Linked DNA regions of Mus musculus: region 1 is linked to region 2. Evidence: chromatin contacts called from public promoter capture Hi-C data. All regions are on one chromosome and are shown on one strand. The core of a region is the stretch at or near the end of the contact, and the rest is flanking DNA. Distances in the headings are between cores, read along the strand shown. Region 1 has its middle 22 kb from the start of Coro1c. Region 2 holds the start of Usp30 (ubiquitin specific peptidase 30).

What was found. Promoter capture Hi-C pulls out the DNA fragments that hold promoters and counts their contacts.
Region 1: a promoter capture Hi-C map of liver shows a contact between it and region 2. The contact joins the enhancer-like site here to the promoter of Usp30 in region 2. A contact is called at or near these places in 4 of 39 promoter capture datasets (the HPC-7 cell line, embryonic stem cells, liver and 1 more) and 2 of 9 other capture datasets (adipose tissue and liver).

Annotation. Positions count from the first base shown.
Region 1 is chr5:113,929,289-113,932,956 of GRCm38.p6, reverse strand. No RefSeq gene overlaps it. Among named protein-coding and RNA genes, the nearest start is that of Coro1c, 22 kb to the right of the region's middle. Within about 2 kb of position 1,861, at least 129 of the 459 cell types and tissues checked have an H3K27ac peak or open chromatin away from gene starts, as enhancers often do. A contact at or near this core is called in the HPC-7 cell line, adipose tissue, embryonic stem cells and 1 more, where this site is marked.
Region 2 is chr5:114,098,630-114,102,379 of GRCm38.p6, reverse strand. It overlaps Usp30 (ubiquitin specific peptidase 30), which reads right to left and starts at 2,047. Exons shown (of 13, transcript NM_001033202.3): 1 at 1,865-2,047. The coding sequence starts at 1,947.

The sequences.
Region 1 (3,668 bases), core at 612-3,111, 170 kb after region 2:
TAGCACCATGGCAGGGGTGGGGGGTGGGGATGGGGGGTGGGAGTAAACAGTAACTTGTATATGATAGCATGTGCCTGCAAGCCGAGCCCTGAAGAGGTGAAGGCAGGAGGATCAGAGATTCGAGGTCATCCTTGGCTACAGAGTAAGTTCAAGGCCAGCCTGAGCTACATGAAATCACATTTTCAAGATAAGCTTGTCTCACCTTGTCCCAGAGGCTGAGACGCTCTCATGCCTCTGCCCACCTTCTTGAAGATGTAGAAAAGCCAGGAACAGTTCAAAGGGCTGGGAGCATCAAGCTGATAGGGAGATTCACAGTCGGGACAAGGCCTGACAACTAGCAACTTAAGGACAGGAGGGAACTGAGGACCCAGGAGAGGTGGTGCCCACCTGTGACCCTAGCACTTGGGAGGCGGAGGCAGGAAGACCAGAAATCTAACGCTCATCTTGGCTATGGACTCAGGACAGCCTGGGCTAAGTGAGATTCCATTGCAAGAATTTTTTAAAAGGTATATTCTGGCAGAATTGGGGTGTAGGGTGGGGCAGGAGTGGATGCCTTTAATTCCAGGACTCTGGAGGCAGAGGTAGGTGGATCTTTATGTGTCTGAGGTCAGCCAGGACTATATGGTGAGTTCCAGGCCAGCTAAAACTACATAGTGGAGTCCTTTCTCAAACAAAACAAAACAGAAAAGAGGTAAAGAAAAAGAGGGAGGGGGCTCTTCGCCCCAAAGTGCTGTATCAGAGCCAAGTTTCCTATGGTTCTTGAAATTGGATATCTAAGTAGGGCCCGAGGTTGAAATAGGCACACACATGTGGATCCTGGCACTGAGGCAACTGAGGCCAGGGAGGGGGGGGGGGTGATCCTAAATTCAAAGCTAGCCTGGTCTACATACTAAGACCCTGTCTCAACAAAACAGCTGTGCACACAAAATGTAGTGAAGACAGAGCTATCGGTGGGGCCAGCAATGTCTGCTCATATGAGGATTGCTAATAATACATGCAGAACTCCACACAGGCACATGCTCTGTGCTGTATGGCTGGGAGGACAGAGACAGGAGGATTATGAGTTTGAAACCAGCCTGGGCTACATAGGGAAATCCTATTTAAAAAAAAAAAAAAAAAAATATATATATATATATATATATATATATCACAGGACAGCCAGGATTATATAGAAAAACCCTGTCTCACCTCCCAAAAATACACACACACACACACACACACACACATGCACACATAGAAAAAAATCACAATGGGCTGGAGAGAGATGGCTTAGCAGTTAAGAGCACTGATTGCTCTTCCATAGGCCCCGAGTTCAAATTCCAGCAACTACATGGTGGCTCACAACCATCTGTAATGGGATCTGATGCCCTCTTCTGGTGTGTACTTATAATAAATAAATAAATAAATAAATAAACCTTAAAAAAAGAAAGAAAGAAAAGAAAAAAGAAAAAGAAAATCACTGGACAATGAACACATAGTACGCCCCTCTGAGCTGCGGTCTTATGTACAATGTGAAGTAGTTGGTCCAGGTTGGGACGCAAGTCATCCTTCAAGGACAAGCTATAATGGTCTGAGAACAATGGGCCACCCATTCACTGACCAGATCCTCTGCTTCCTGCCTCCTCGTTACCTTTAAGGACCAAGAGTCACAAACACAGGGTCACTAGAGAAGCAGCCTTGAGCAGGGATGTGCACACCTCCGTCCTGACAGACCCTATCCAAAGTACAGGATCTGCCACTCTCAAAGCCAGAACCAGGTCCTGGGCAGTTCTTCCCCGGAGGGATCCTGAACAGGAGAACAGGGCAGCCTGGGAGCGTAGGCTTGGCGCTGCTGCCGTCCAGAGGCAGAGGCACATCCTGTTCTGCGGTTGCCATGGTATATCCGAAAACATCTGCCACAACACAAGGCTGGGGTGGCGCCTGGCAGGAGAGCTCTGGCCGAAGAAGGGCCTGGGCGGGCTGGGCACCAGACTGAACAAAGTCAGCAGCTGGGCAGGGATTAGGAAAACGTCCCGAAAAAAAAAAAACGTCCCAGATCTCCCGCACACATGTGCACAGTTCACACACACACACACACACACACACACACACACACACACACATTTATCTGGGAAGCAAGGCTTGCTGCATATCTAACTCAAGCAGATTTCCTGAAGAGTTCTCAATTCTCTATTTTTGGTTTTGGGATTTTTTTTTTCCCTTTTGCTTTTTTTTTTTTTTTTTTTTTTTTCCTTTTCTGGATTTAGTTTGGTTTGCTGTTTGGAGAAAAGGTCTCCTGTAGCCAGGTTGGCCTAGAATTTGCTGCATAGCTGAGGATAACCTTGGACTCCTGATCTTCCTGCCTCCACTTACCCAGTGCTGGAGTTGCAGGCTGTATCGCAGTGTGTTTATTAGTTATTATTTTCTGTGTATGGCTATTTTGCCGGTGTGTATGTGTGTGTATACCAGAGGTCAGCCAGGCATCAGATCCCCTGGGACTGGAGTCACAGAAATTCATGAGCCTCTGTGTGGATGCTGGGAATCAAATTCAGGACCTCTGGAAGGTAGCCTGTATCTTAACAGCCGGGCCATCTCTCTGCCTACCTTTTTTGTTTTGTTTTTATATTGTTGTTATTTGGGACAAAGTCTCACCCCGTTGTAACCCAGGCTGGCTTCAAGTCTATAGTAATTACCCTGCCTCAGCCTTCCTAGTGTTGGCTTTATGGATGCTACCACACCCAGTGCTAATTCTCTGTTTTCTTCTTTGAAACCCAGAGAGGAGATCCTGAGTCAGGCCAGAGGCTTCCTGACTTCCTGCCTGGACCCGCTCCCGGCCACGCCCACAGAACTTCCCAAACCTATGTCTCTCCAAGATGCAACTCACTGCCCTGTTGTCTCAGGAGCTGCTGATGTTTCTCATGGATAGTCCATAAAATACAGTCTTGGTGACAGTCAGTTGTAGGTTATGGAGGAGGAGTGACCCTAAGCCGGGAGGACCCCGTGCCTGAGGAGCCAGGAAGACCCGTGCTGAGGAGTCAGGAGGACCCGTGCCTGAGGAGTGTTACACACCTGCAGACTAAACGGGAGTCCCTGACTTGGAAGGGGTCTGCACAGATCTGTCAAACTAGATGGCTGGCTGAGTTGATCCCATGTGATGAGGTCACAGGTATTAGTGATACGTTTTCTTTTCTTTTCTTTTTTAAAGATTTATTTACTTATTTATTACATGTAAGTACACTGTAGCTGTCATCCAGAAGAGGGCATCAGATCTCATTACAGATTCAGATCTCATTACAGATGGTTTTGAGCCACCATATGGTTGCTGGGATTTGAACTTAACCGCTGAGCCATCTCTCCAGTCCAGTGACACGTTTTCTAAGAGAGAAACTGAGGCACGGAGAGGTGATATAACACTCCCCCGCCCCGCCCCGCCCCGCCCCGCCCACACCCATGCTATGGCTACATGAATATGCAAAGTAGGGTTTTTGGGGTTTTTGGGTTTTTTTGAGACAGGGTTTCTCTGTACAGCTCTGGCTGTCCTGGAACTCACTTTGTAGACCAGGCTGGCCTCGAACTCAGAAATCTGCCTGCCTCTGCCTCCTGAGTGCTGGGATTAAAGGCGTGCGCCACCACGCCCGGCTTGCAAAGTAGATTTATTTTGGACAGGAAAGGAGGCAGATTGAACCCAG
Region 2 (3,750 bases), core at 798-3,297:
AAAAGGAGAAGACGTGGACTGTCACTCTGTCTCCCAACAGCAGGCTGGTACAGACAGTGGCAGGAAGGTGACATGTTACATCAAAATAAGCCCTCCAACCAGCAAGCTTGAAATCTAAGGTAATATGTACCAATAAGACCTTGCCTTGGAATTTGGGATACTTGAGCACTTAACTAGAAAATGGGGGAGGGGGAGGGACACTGGGAGTCCTTGTCACCACTCTGTAGCTTGTTCATTCGGGTGGGGAGCCCAGAGCTCATTGGCACAGCTCATCACTCTCTCATGCTTCTTCCCTCCCGATGCAGGAAATATGCCAGGCCACCTGGTGCTCGCATGGCTTCTGGTGACCTCAACTCTGGTTTTCACATTTGTTGCTTATGCAATAGGCAGTCGAACACCTGAACCATCTCCCCAAGCTCTCCCTATTTACTTAATTAGGGTTTTGTTGTTGTTGTTGTTGTTGTTGCTCAGGCTGGCTCTGAACTCAAGAGTCCTCCTGGCTCATGAGCAATTCGTGACAGAGCGGTGGCACCAGGCCTGGCTTTAAAAATGGATTTCTCTTTGAGAATACGAAACAATACCACAAGAGGACATCTATATGTTCATACGATTAAAGATTTCTTCGTTCCAGGCTAGACTTGAAGGTGGACACTATTCTTTTTTCCCACAATTAAGAAAACTGCAGCAGTAATTCAAAACACAATTTTATACAAAGTTCTGTATCTCCAAGTAAGGCAACCCACACATACGTGCAACGTGTGTGTAACATGTACCCACATATATGTTGCATGTGGACATGTGTGTAATACGTTCTTACCTAATGCTTGGACTATATGAAGTTGATCACCTCCCCTGGTACCAGGGACTGACCCTAGCTAGGGCCTTATGCAGGACAGACAAATGCTCTACCACTAAGATCTGTCCCCCTAATTCTGCCTGCATGAATATTGGTCTCAGCTGAATAAACACTCCCTGAAAAGGATCACTAGTGACAACAGCAATCGTCAGACAACGGCCAGCATTCTCCGATGTCACAGCTAATTACCAGTTTCAAATCTTTTTGTTCTTCCAGGGTGAGTCCATAGAATGTGCACAGACCTTGGCTTAAAAAGCAGTCAGCGGGAGAAGGAGGGGGCCAGTTACAGCACACCTGCTCGGCACACACTCAACGAGGGAAACCGAGGCATGGTGTTGATTGACTAGTTCTTCTGCAGAACCGTACCATGAAGACGGTACGTGAGCCTGAGGGTGAGATTAAGCTGGCCACCAGCCCTGCTCTCAGGTCAGCTGTTAGGCCGCAAGGCCCAATCAAGCCTTCCTTCCCACCTGGTAAAATAGGGCCGCTGGGCGGAATAAACACGGGGTGGGGGGCTTCAGAGCCGGATAAGATGCTGTTAGACCTGCCCCGGTATCCAAGGTAGCCAACCCAAGCAACAGGTCCCAGCAGTCAGGGTGAGCAACGGGGGTGTGGCCCCAGGCCTTGGGAAGATCAACCGGGCTGGGGTGCAGACGGGGGTCCTAGCAGGAACGAAGAGCCTGGAATTGTCACAGCCTGGGGAGCTCAGCGGCTGGGAGCCTTCGGAAGCTTGGGAACCGGAGCGGTTTGGGATGCAGAAGTGAGAATCTCCAGCATGGCAGAGGTGGGAGACCGGCATCTGACAAACTGCGGGGGAGCAGCGGCGTGCAGATTGTGTGCCCGGAGCCCGAGTCTGGGGTCACCGCGAGGGGCTGCGGGGCGTCGCAGGCCGCGGCCACAGCAGGGACGAGGAGGCGACGCCGGGCCGCGGCCTCCGCCTCGGCCGGGTCCGCGCAGGCCTGGAGGCCCTGCGGCCGCCACCGCCACCCCGCACCCCCACCCACTCACCTGACGGCCGCCCCGGTGCGCAGGAAGCGCTGCAGGGCCTTGTCGGCCGCCGTCCTCGCCGCCTGCGCCCGGGAACTTAGCATCGCGCTCGCTGCCGCCGCCGCTACCGCTGCCGCCGCCGCCCCCCGCTCGCCCGCCCGCCGCAGCGGAATGAGGAGCCCAAGACAGGAGGCTCGCAAAGTGGAGGAACCCGCGGTGGCGACCCCGCTTCGGCGGAGGGGGGAAGAAGCCAGGAGGACGGACCGGAAGTTAGTCACACCGGACTGAAATAGTGAACGGACGACCCCTCCCCGGTTCCTTTGCTCCTAGCAACCGCAGCCTGATTCGTTGCTAAGGGAGGTTTCCCGGGGCCCGGGGACCACTTCGGAAGCTATGAGCCTTCGCATTTGCTCCGCCTCCAGGACGGAGCTTGGTTCATGTGGAAAGGCTGTTATTAAACTGGAAAATTTAAAAATAGATGGCTCTAGCTTTGATTTTTTAAAATGTGGGGTTAGCAAGATGGCTCTGTAGGTAAAAACAGCTGCCCCCAAATCTCACACCCTGAGTTCAGTGCCCAGAACCATACAGTAGAAGAGAACCAAAGTTATCAGGACCTTCCTATGTGTGCTGTGGTGCGCAACACACACACACGCGCGCGCGCACAAACACATGCACACATACACATGCATATGCCTGCACTTACACTCGTATATGCACACACATACACCTGCACACACGCATGCACATTTATACATAGATGCACACTTCACAATACACACACATGCATATGTGCACACATGCACACGCACACACACACGTATATATATACACATGCACACTACACATACGCACACATATGCACAGTATATATACCCATACACGTATACACATACATGCATGCATTCACATGCACACAGCACACATATACACGCGTGCACACACACACACCTATAAACATACAGATACATACAAATACATGCAAACACATGCACATACACTTGCATGCACATGTGCACACATATATACACATGCATACACAAGTGCACAGACACACAAATGCAATAAATTAAAATGCAGTGTCTTAGAAATCTGTTTCTATTAGGTTTATACAAAGTCCTAAACAGTCCCACACAAATGTTTGTGAATTCACTCTTTAAAACAGCAAAACATGGAAACAAACTAGATATTTATCAGCTGCAAATCTCCCTCTGTCATACATACAATAAAAAAGGTGTTAGAATTTTTAGATTCCTCTCTTGTGTGGGCATGCTGCTGTATGTGCTGCAGATCTTTATACCATTTCTCTTCTCAAAGCCGAACTGTGTGTGTTGAGTAACTCCCCCTTCCTGTCTTCTGTTCTAGTAATTTCCATTCTATTTCTATTCCTGTGAGGTTGAGGTTGGCTGTCTCAGGACAGGAGTCGCTCAGAGTTCTTTGGTGACTGTCTTAGCTCACTTGGCATAAAGTCTTTTTTTACAGGAAAGTAATATTCCATTGTAAGTACTAGTTTCTCTCTCCTGTCCATGTCTCAATGGACATTCAGGTTGTTTCCACTTCTTGGCAATAAACTCGGGCACATAACCCTCTCTTTCTGGTCTTGTTTTCAGCCCTTCCAGATATATATCAAGTAATGAGATTATAGATTTATATGCTAATTCTTTTTTTTTAGACACTTCTAGATTGTTTTCCACAGCAACGGAACCATCTTACAATCTTTAGCCAATTTAAAAAATTATTGGGGAGGCATGTGTCATGACTTGCATGTGGAGGTCAGAGACCAGCCTCAGGAATTCTGTTCTCTCCTTCCACCATGCGTGTTCAAACCCAGGTTATCATGTTTGGCAGCAAGCACCACTCCCTGCTGACCTATCTCACTGGCCCAGTTTATAAGTATGAAGCTCAGCAGT